Linked DNA regions of Zea mays: regions 1 and 3 are each linked to region 2. The links are chromatin contacts, called in public Hi-C maps. All regions are on one chromosome and are shown on one strand. The core of a region is the stretch at or near the end of the contact, and the rest is flanking DNA. Distances in the headings are between cores, read along the strand shown.

Evidence for each region. A called contact is a pair of places that touch in the nucleus more often than the background predicts.
Region 1: a Hi-C map of leaf shows a contact between it and region 2, with 10 times the contacts expected there. The contact joins the promoter of LOC103637646 here to the promoter of LOC100275599 in region 2. A contact is called at or near these places in 9 of 25 Hi-C or Micro-C datasets (bundle sheath, ear, endosperm and 4 more).
Region 3: a Hi-C map of endosperm shows a contact between it and region 2, with 5 times the contacts expected there. The contact joins the promoter of LOC100275326 here to the promoter of LOC100275599 in region 2. A contact is called at or near these places in 6 of 25 Hi-C or Micro-C datasets (ear, endosperm, leaf and 2 more).

Annotation. Positions count from the first base shown.
Region 1 is chr1:91,710,196-91,712,895 of Zm-B73-REFERENCE-NAM-5.0, reverse strand. It overlaps LOC103637646 (G2484-1 protein), which reads right to left and starts at 1,370. Exons shown (of 17, transcript XM_008660081.3): 1 at 1,014-1,370; 2 at 1-252. The coding sequence starts at 242.
Region 2 is chr1:91,390,265-91,392,964 of Zm-B73-REFERENCE-NAM-5.0, reverse strand. LOC100275599 (Ribosomal L18p/L5e family protein) reads left to right here and starts at 1,418. Exons shown (of 4, transcript NM_001374575.1): 1 at 1,418-1,565; 2 at 2,199-2,281.
Region 3 is chr1:91,896,010-91,898,709 of Zm-B73-REFERENCE-NAM-5.0, reverse strand. LOC100275326 reads left to right here and starts at 1,343. Exons shown (of 2, transcript NM_001327844.1): 1 at 1,343-1,516.

The sequences.
Region 1 (2,700 bases), core at 121-2,620, 320 kb before region 2:
GAGCTAAAATCAACAACACTGCTTCCAGTGGACAGAACCTCAATCCAACTATTCCCGTGCCCTTGTACACTGAAAAATGCTTCTGTATCTATCAAATTATCAAATCGAAGATGGCCTTGTAATTGGTCCTCAATATCAAGTTTTGGTAGTGCAAATGGTCGCAAACCTGATGAGAATTTGTTACTGCCTTCACCAGCTAGTTGAAAGTTTTGGCTCTGAAAATCAGTATCATCATGATCCATGGGTGTATGCCTACAAAATACAAGCAAAAAATATCGGAGAACCATATTTATATATAACATAATTCATATATGGGAGCAAAACTACCCAGGCAGATGTGTGAAAATCATTGCACAAAACATGTGTGAGTGTATATCAGTGTATGTGAGAGAGCGAGATAGTATTTTAGGCAGTAGGCAGCATCTCAGACGTCTCTATAAGACTGCCACCTAGTACCCAGTAATGATGATTGTTGCATACCAAATGACCCGCACAAAATTGCAATTCGCACTGAACATATGTGTGGCTGTTTTAAAAACGCCAAAAGTGAAGTGCAAATTCTACATTTTCTAGAGCATTCTCCGTCAACTAAGACCATACCCCCTCCTGGCTGATGAATAGAACATGTGCGGTGCATTTTGACCCCAGGACCATGCGCTCACTAGCACTGAACTCCCAGCAAAACATTACTTGCAAGTAAAGCTTTGGTTTACAGCAGTCGGATTGAACCAAGCCCTCAACCAGTCTGACCGCAAAGCACACGAGGCTACTGAAAATAAAAGGCTCCAAACCCTAATTCCGAGTGCCAAGCTGTAATCCGTAACTACGCCTTCAAAACAACCCGAAAACAAGGTGGCTAAGCTCAAGCGCCACCCATCCCAAACCCTAAACCACCAAGGCACCAAGCTACAGGCGCGCGCCCCGGATGACCCACTACAAGCCTCGCACACTGCGGCACAGAAGCGAGGCACGCCGCGTGAAGAAGAAAAACATAAGGAGGAATGGAGATGTACCGAGAGGGATTCGCTCGCCCTTCTACCACCCTCCATCCGTGAGCGGAGTCGTCGGAACCCTAGATCCTGCAGTGCGGCAGCTGCTGCACATACCCCGGTTGCCCACGCCGGAAACCCTAGCTCCTGCAGCAGCGACGGAGGCGAACCCCAAACGGCGGGGGAGAGGGGTTGCGGCCGGCGACGAACTGCAACTAGCGGGAGCAAGAGCGGAGCAGGGTGGAGACTGGAGGGGTGTGGTTGTCCGTGGTGGCCTGGTGGGGCGGGGTTTTGTGGTCCGGCTGTGCAGGATCCACGCGGCCTGCGTGCCAGGCACACCAGTAAGGCTTGGCTGTTTGGTTCATACTAGTACTAAAACTCAGTACATATCATATCAAACGTTTATTTGATTGATAATTACATATATTAACTATCATATAATTATTGAAAACTATATTATTGAAGACTAAAAGATAAGACAAATTTATTAAATCTAATTAAATTTATATTTAACACTCATAATTAATATTCAAACATTTAATATAACACTAATTAGGTATTTGATTTCTCTAATAAAGGTTAGTTCGTGTCATATTACATGTTTGAATATTAAATGAATATTAAATATATGCTTAATTAGATTTAACAAATTAATCTTGTTTTTTAGTCTTCATCCATGCAATTAGTTTTATAATTAAACTATATTTAATACTCGCAATTGTTATTAAGCAGTCGATACGGCAGTGACTAATGGCGTGTTTGGTTGGTGACCTGGCCTAGGCGTGCCGGCCATGCAGATGCATCCAACTGCCAGGCACTCGAAATCGACGATCTGAGGACGTGTCTGGCCCAGGCAGATTTACCAGGTCCCAAGCAAATAATGCCTTGTTTGGTTATCCCATTACACATAAATTGGATGGGATTGGAAAAAATTAAGAAGAAGTTTGACTTGATTGAGATTTAAACCCACATAATCCTACTCAATCAACATGGATTGAAAGCTAACCGAACAAGCTCTAAGCCCTAAACTTTAGTTGGGTGAAACCAAACACCCGCTTATGCGCTTGCTCTAGATTGTTCCTAGTTAGCTTAAGTGAGTTCAGAAAAAACCCTCAAAACCCATCAGCTCTTGCGCGAGCCGTTGTAATATTGTACCGAGTGGGGCAAGAGTCTTGCGAGACCACACCAGCCGCATTTGTGGTGCGTCCGTCACCGTGTACCGGAGGGAACGACGCCCACGGTGTTTCGGACAGAAGCTTGATAGTGAAGACGGCGGAGAGCGTTTGAGAGGAGGCCTGAAGTGGAGCACCACTTGAGTGTGGAGAAGGTCGTGACTCTCTACGAAGTTACTCAACTAGATGTTTGGCCCTCGCGTTGGCTACCTTTGCATAGGGACACCAGCGAGGATTAGTCGGGACATTGCACGGTTCCGGATACCTCAGTAAAAATATCGACGCGTCCACGGGAGTTTGAAATCTCTACTTTTGCTCTTTAGCTTCTGCATTTACATTGATTACTTAAGTTACAATCTTTTCTATTCTTAGTTTAGAATATAGGATTGGAACTTATGTTGTATAATTCCTTTTGTGGTAGAGATAGTGAGAGCACCTAGAGGGGGGGTGAATAGGTGATCCTGTAACACTTAAAACTTAGGCCACAAAAACTTGGTCAAGTGTTAGCGCAATAACCGCCAAGTGGCTAGAGAGGAGTC
Region 2 (2,700 bases), core at 169-2,668:
ATTGAACTTGTGAAGTAAACAATGACCATTACTTAGGCGCGGGTAAGGTTAGACTTTTTGGGTTAACCTAGGATGAATCATGCACAAACATTCGTAAATGGTCAATTGTACTGGAAAGTGGGGACCAAAATAATGTGCCACAACACTTGACAGTTTAACGCACCTTCGAAGTTTAGGCATAATCTAGGGTTTCAAGTAAATGCGAATCGGCAGAGCAATAGGGCGTAATCGTTTGGACTTCCCTTCGTTTGGTAAATATCAAGGTTATTCCGCCGGATGTTCACTCCCATAAAAAAACCCTAAAAGCCACACCAGATCTGTGTACATGTTTGGTGCGGGGAATAGTCCATTGGTGTCACATGTAATGAACTTCGGTTAACTGGAATAGTCGATTGGTGTTGAATTTCATTCATCAAAGGGAGGCGCATGAAGTAGACAAAGTATACAAGATGAAGGGCGTACCTCAAGAACCGAAGATTACGGCCGAAACAACACGAATCGAAGCGTTGATGTCCGGATCTGAGGTAGCCGTCGATGCTCGGAGCCGGAAAGGAAGGAAGCGGTCGCGACAAACCTCGGCGGAAGCGGATTTGAGGCCTCTTCGTCTTCGCTCGCGAACAGACCTGCCTGCTGACCACCTCCACTTCGTCTTCTACACAGCCGACGGGGACCAGCGCAGACGCGACCTTCCCGCGGCAGATCCGCCGCCGCGTCGCCGGAAATCGCCCTTCCACAGACGCGTCAAAAGGGAGAGACGTCGAGCGTGAAGTGTCCGGTGTCTGGCGCGGGCGGCTTCTTCCGTGAGAAGCAGGCGATGGGGAGTGCACAGTGACCCCCTGCATCTGGCGTGAGAGAGAGTAGGGTCGCAGCGGAGGGGAGCGGATAGCGCGCGCCGCTGCGGGATGTAGGGGGAACTGTATCCTCTAAAATGTGAACAGTGCTAGCGGAGGGGGGGAAGGGGGAGCGTTGCAGTCAGTCTAAGGCTATCTGGGTTGTATTTGTCTGGGCGGCACTGGCACCCAAGAATACAATCTGGCAGGCATGGTCACGGCTTCAAAACTGCACGACTGCTATTTTCTTGTTAAAAACGCTGGCACTGGCAAACAGTATTTTTTTTGTTAAAACGCTGGCACTGTCAAAGTGTGTTTTTTTGTTAAAACTCTGGCACTGGCAAACTGGGGCCCGCTGGATAGAAAGGGATAGTAGTAGATCGAATAGTCGCGATTCTGTCCGATCCGGTCGCGGACGATTAGTTTGCCTAGGAATTTTCAGTTTTGGTCTGGCTGGCTGGCCCACTTCGTATTTTTCTTCCCATTTGATTTGGCCCACTGCAGCCCACTAAACCGTCCTGTACGCAGAGCCCATGCACGGTTTTGAGACGAGAGCAGCTCAGCAGCAGAGCGCCAGCCGCCGGACTCCCACGCAGCACGTACGGACGCCATCGAGGAACCCTAACAAGAGCACATCACACGGGGCGACGGTTTGGCGCCGCGCCACCGGCGACTGGCGGCTGGTGCCCCCTCTCGGTCCCCACTCCCCAGCACGGTGACGGCCTGCTGCAGCAGGTGATCTCTGATGTCTGATTCTCTTCTCCAGTTCTCCCCAGTCCCCGTCTCCCCGACTTCCTGTTCAGTGTTCACCGTTGAGTGGCCTGCTGCCCTGCTGTGCTCATGTGATGTGCTCGTTGTGAATTTGTGATCCGATCCGAGCCAGTCCCCACCCAGTTATTAATGAAAATGAGATCCTTGAAGATGATGAAGAATCTGAGGAAGGAAATGCAAATGAATGAGGAAGATGGTTCTGGGCCTTCTAGCTCATTTGGGACTGAAAATGCATTTCAAGTGGATGAAGATTTACTTTAGCTAGTAGATCATTTATCACTTATCAAGTGGATGAAGATTTGCTCATTTGTTTCATGTTTGACTTTGCTGCAGTTGGACTTTGTACTTTTTTGCTGGACAACCTGCAGCAATGCAGTTTTACTAATGTAATGGCTTATTAACCCGTTCCTGTGAGTTTGCAATGGCTGTACTGTTTTTTACTATGTTTTACTTTTACCTATGGTAATGTCTGACAGCCATACAGTGCAGGAGAAAGCAGATGGTACACTTATCCTGTGATTTTTGTTGTGTTCCTAACTTTGCTGGGATTTTTGTTTGATTAATTGATTCCATTGTTTTGTGTGGTTGTTGCTGCAGATGGTAAATTATTTCTCAGACTCAGAGTGCAAGAAAGTTGGTTCGTCCAGGGAAGAGGAATAGAGGTTATGGTTTTGTGTGAGGTGAGATCTTGATACTTCTAAGTTCTAAGTTCTAACTGCAACTTAATTGCTAGATCTGGGCAGTGATTTTCTTGAAACTAGACACTGTTGCATCAAATTATTATGGTTCTCCAATTTCCATAGAGCTTCTAAACTGTGTATATTTTCTTTACTGTTATCTTTAAACTGTCAAACTGCAAAATAATTTAGAATTTAGTAATATATATTATATATAGGCAGCCTGATCGGCTTTTATATGTTTGGACGATTAGGAGGTCTGATCGACCGATCAGAAAGCGATTAATCGGCCTGATCATCCGATTAATCGTTCTGATTGACTTGATCGCTCCTATGGCGATCAGAAACGATCAACTGATCGGAAAACATTGGGAGGCTACAATGGAAAAGTATTTAGTCAAAAGATGTGTCTAAGATTAGTA
Region 3 (2,700 bases), core at 94-2,593, 510 kb before region 2:
TTCATGAAAGAAAACTTTCTACATATTTCCAAAGAACATGCTAATGTACTTGTTAATATATATATATATATATATATATGTATATATATATATATATATATATGGAGACATGGAGTTGTAGTGCTATATCTCTGGGTTTTATGCTGTACAATGAATGTATATATTGTCTTGCTTTGAAGTGTTCATGGCTATGTAGAATGTATATATTGTCTTGCTTTGAAGTGTTCATGGCTATGTAGACCTTACCTACTTGGCACAGTCGATGAAATAGACCATTTCTTCTTGCGTTCTACATATATTTATGAGCTTATTATTTTTTGTCATTGGCGCACACCTATTTTGGTGTTGACATATTATGAGTTTTATATCTCTAGTGATTTGGTTCTTTTTTTTTGACAGGATTCATGTTGTGTTTCTATTTACTAGCTTCTGATAGTCACATTGTATCTGCTAATGCTCTATTGCTTCTGTCAGGTCATAGGTGCTTATCATTTATTGGAGCTGGTCCATGCAAATCATTTTTTCTCAAAATCCAACGTGGCCAATCATTGGTAGGTCAAGTTAGTTGTATTCATGAAATCTTTTGTTTGTTGTTTCTTTGTTTAAAAACATGCTTTCATACTATTTTCGTGTAGGGGTCACGGGAAATGCTATAGAGAAAACAAGTTAGTTGTCAATTTGAGGATTCTCCGTGACAGGAAATAGAAGTGCTTAAAAAGTTGATTGTAAGTCAGTTGCATAGAAATACGATGCTTACATGAGATAAAAGACATGTAGCGTATGGTGACTTGTGGACATTATTAATGGGATGTAATGGTTATATATTAATGACTATTCGTTTGTGATATTTCCCTAAGATTTGTATAAGTTTGTAATTTATTGTGATAGTCTTAGCATTTAAATGAAGCAATTGACATGATATTATTAAAATCATATTGTATATAAAAGTATGCATGTTACTGATAGTTATAATGTAGTGGTGAAATAGCTAGATTAAAATAACAAAATTTATGTATAGCCATGATCACAAATGAATTATAAAACTTTTTCTTTTGCAATATGCACTCATAACTATAGATGACTTAGATGTACACACGGTGCAGACCCCGATACAAATTGTTTATCCTGGAGAGGACAATACAAATTGATAGGAGCTCTCTAGCCCAATGCCCCAATCGCGAATGAATCACACGCGGGCTAGATGATGATGGCCAGCCCATCGTTTGACCTTATTGGACCAGGTGCTGAAGCACTAGTGCGCACATTTGGGCCTTCAAATCCTGGACGTTCGAGTTAGCGGACCAAAAGCACAATATATTGAAGTAGTAGCTCGGCTCGGCCTACGAGAGCGATGCATGAAGTGTTCGAGTAACATCGAAGGAACCCTAATTCGCTAGGCCAACTTTAAAACCCTAGCCGCCGCTCCCAGCTCCGGAGCTGTCTGTTGCCACCCCGTCCTTGGCTACCGTAGCAGTTCCTATTGAAGAAAAAAACTTCACCGGTGGATTTCGTCTGGGTAATCCCCTTCCCCCTCCTATTTTCGTGGTAAACATCTTGCTATGATATATTTGATTATCGAAGTTTCTAGATCTGTTGCTTGTTGGATTTGTAATGGCGGGCCACTTTTAACTTCAGTTCAATACCGATGTCCATGGCCGACATATTCTGCTGAAAAAACGTAGAAGGTTATGGTTAAGTCTGTATCTCGACTTGGTGGCTAATTAGCCAACCACACACCGCAGCCTCAATGGCAGCACTCCCTGTGTGGATGGTCAGTAAGCCCACCTACATCAACTCGTGTTGTTGTGCCAATCGAAGGAAATACTTTGCCTAGTGGTTCCTTTTCTGACACTTTAACTCACAACTCGGTAATAACCAATAGTTTAGTTTTGACATCAAAAGGCAGAAATTTTCATCGTTAAAAAAAGCGATGCTGTATGGATTATATATTGTTGTTTTGATCTGGTGCAAACCGACTATTCGCTTTGATGTTCCATTGTAATGTCTCTATGTTTTATGTTGAGGTAGCATGCTGACTTCTTATCCAATCGCATATTTCAATAACGATGTCTATGGCCGATATATTCTGCTGAAAAACATAGAAGGTTATGATTAAGTCTGTTTTTGGACTTGGTGGCTAATTAGCCAACCACACACCGCAGCCTCTTTGGTGGCACTCCCTGTGTGGATGGTCAGTAAGCCCACCTACATCAACTCGTGTTGTTGTGCCAATCGAAGGAAATACTTTGCCCACTGGTTCCTTTTCTGACACTTAACTCACAGTGTGGTATGAACCAATAGTTTAGTTTTGACATCAAAAGGCAAGAATTTTTCATCACAAAAAAGAGATGCTGCATGGATTCTATAGTGTTCTTTTGGATCTGGTGCAAACTGACTATTCGTTTTGATGTTCCATTGTAATGTCTCTATGTTTTATCTTGAGGTAGCATGTTGACTTCTTAGCTGGTCGCATATTTTCAGCTGTGCAACTTATTCACCTAGATGTGGTTTTTGCGACTACATCTTGTATAATGAGCTAATTGGTCAATTGCCTAAATTTTTCCTTCAGGTTGTTGCGGACACTGCTTTCATGTTGCATGCTTTGCTTGTACTTCTAGCTTTCTATCTGTAAATATGTTTACAGAAGAGTCTCTTGCCAGTTAAGGGATACTAGTAAACTGGCCATTCTTTTCTTATCAC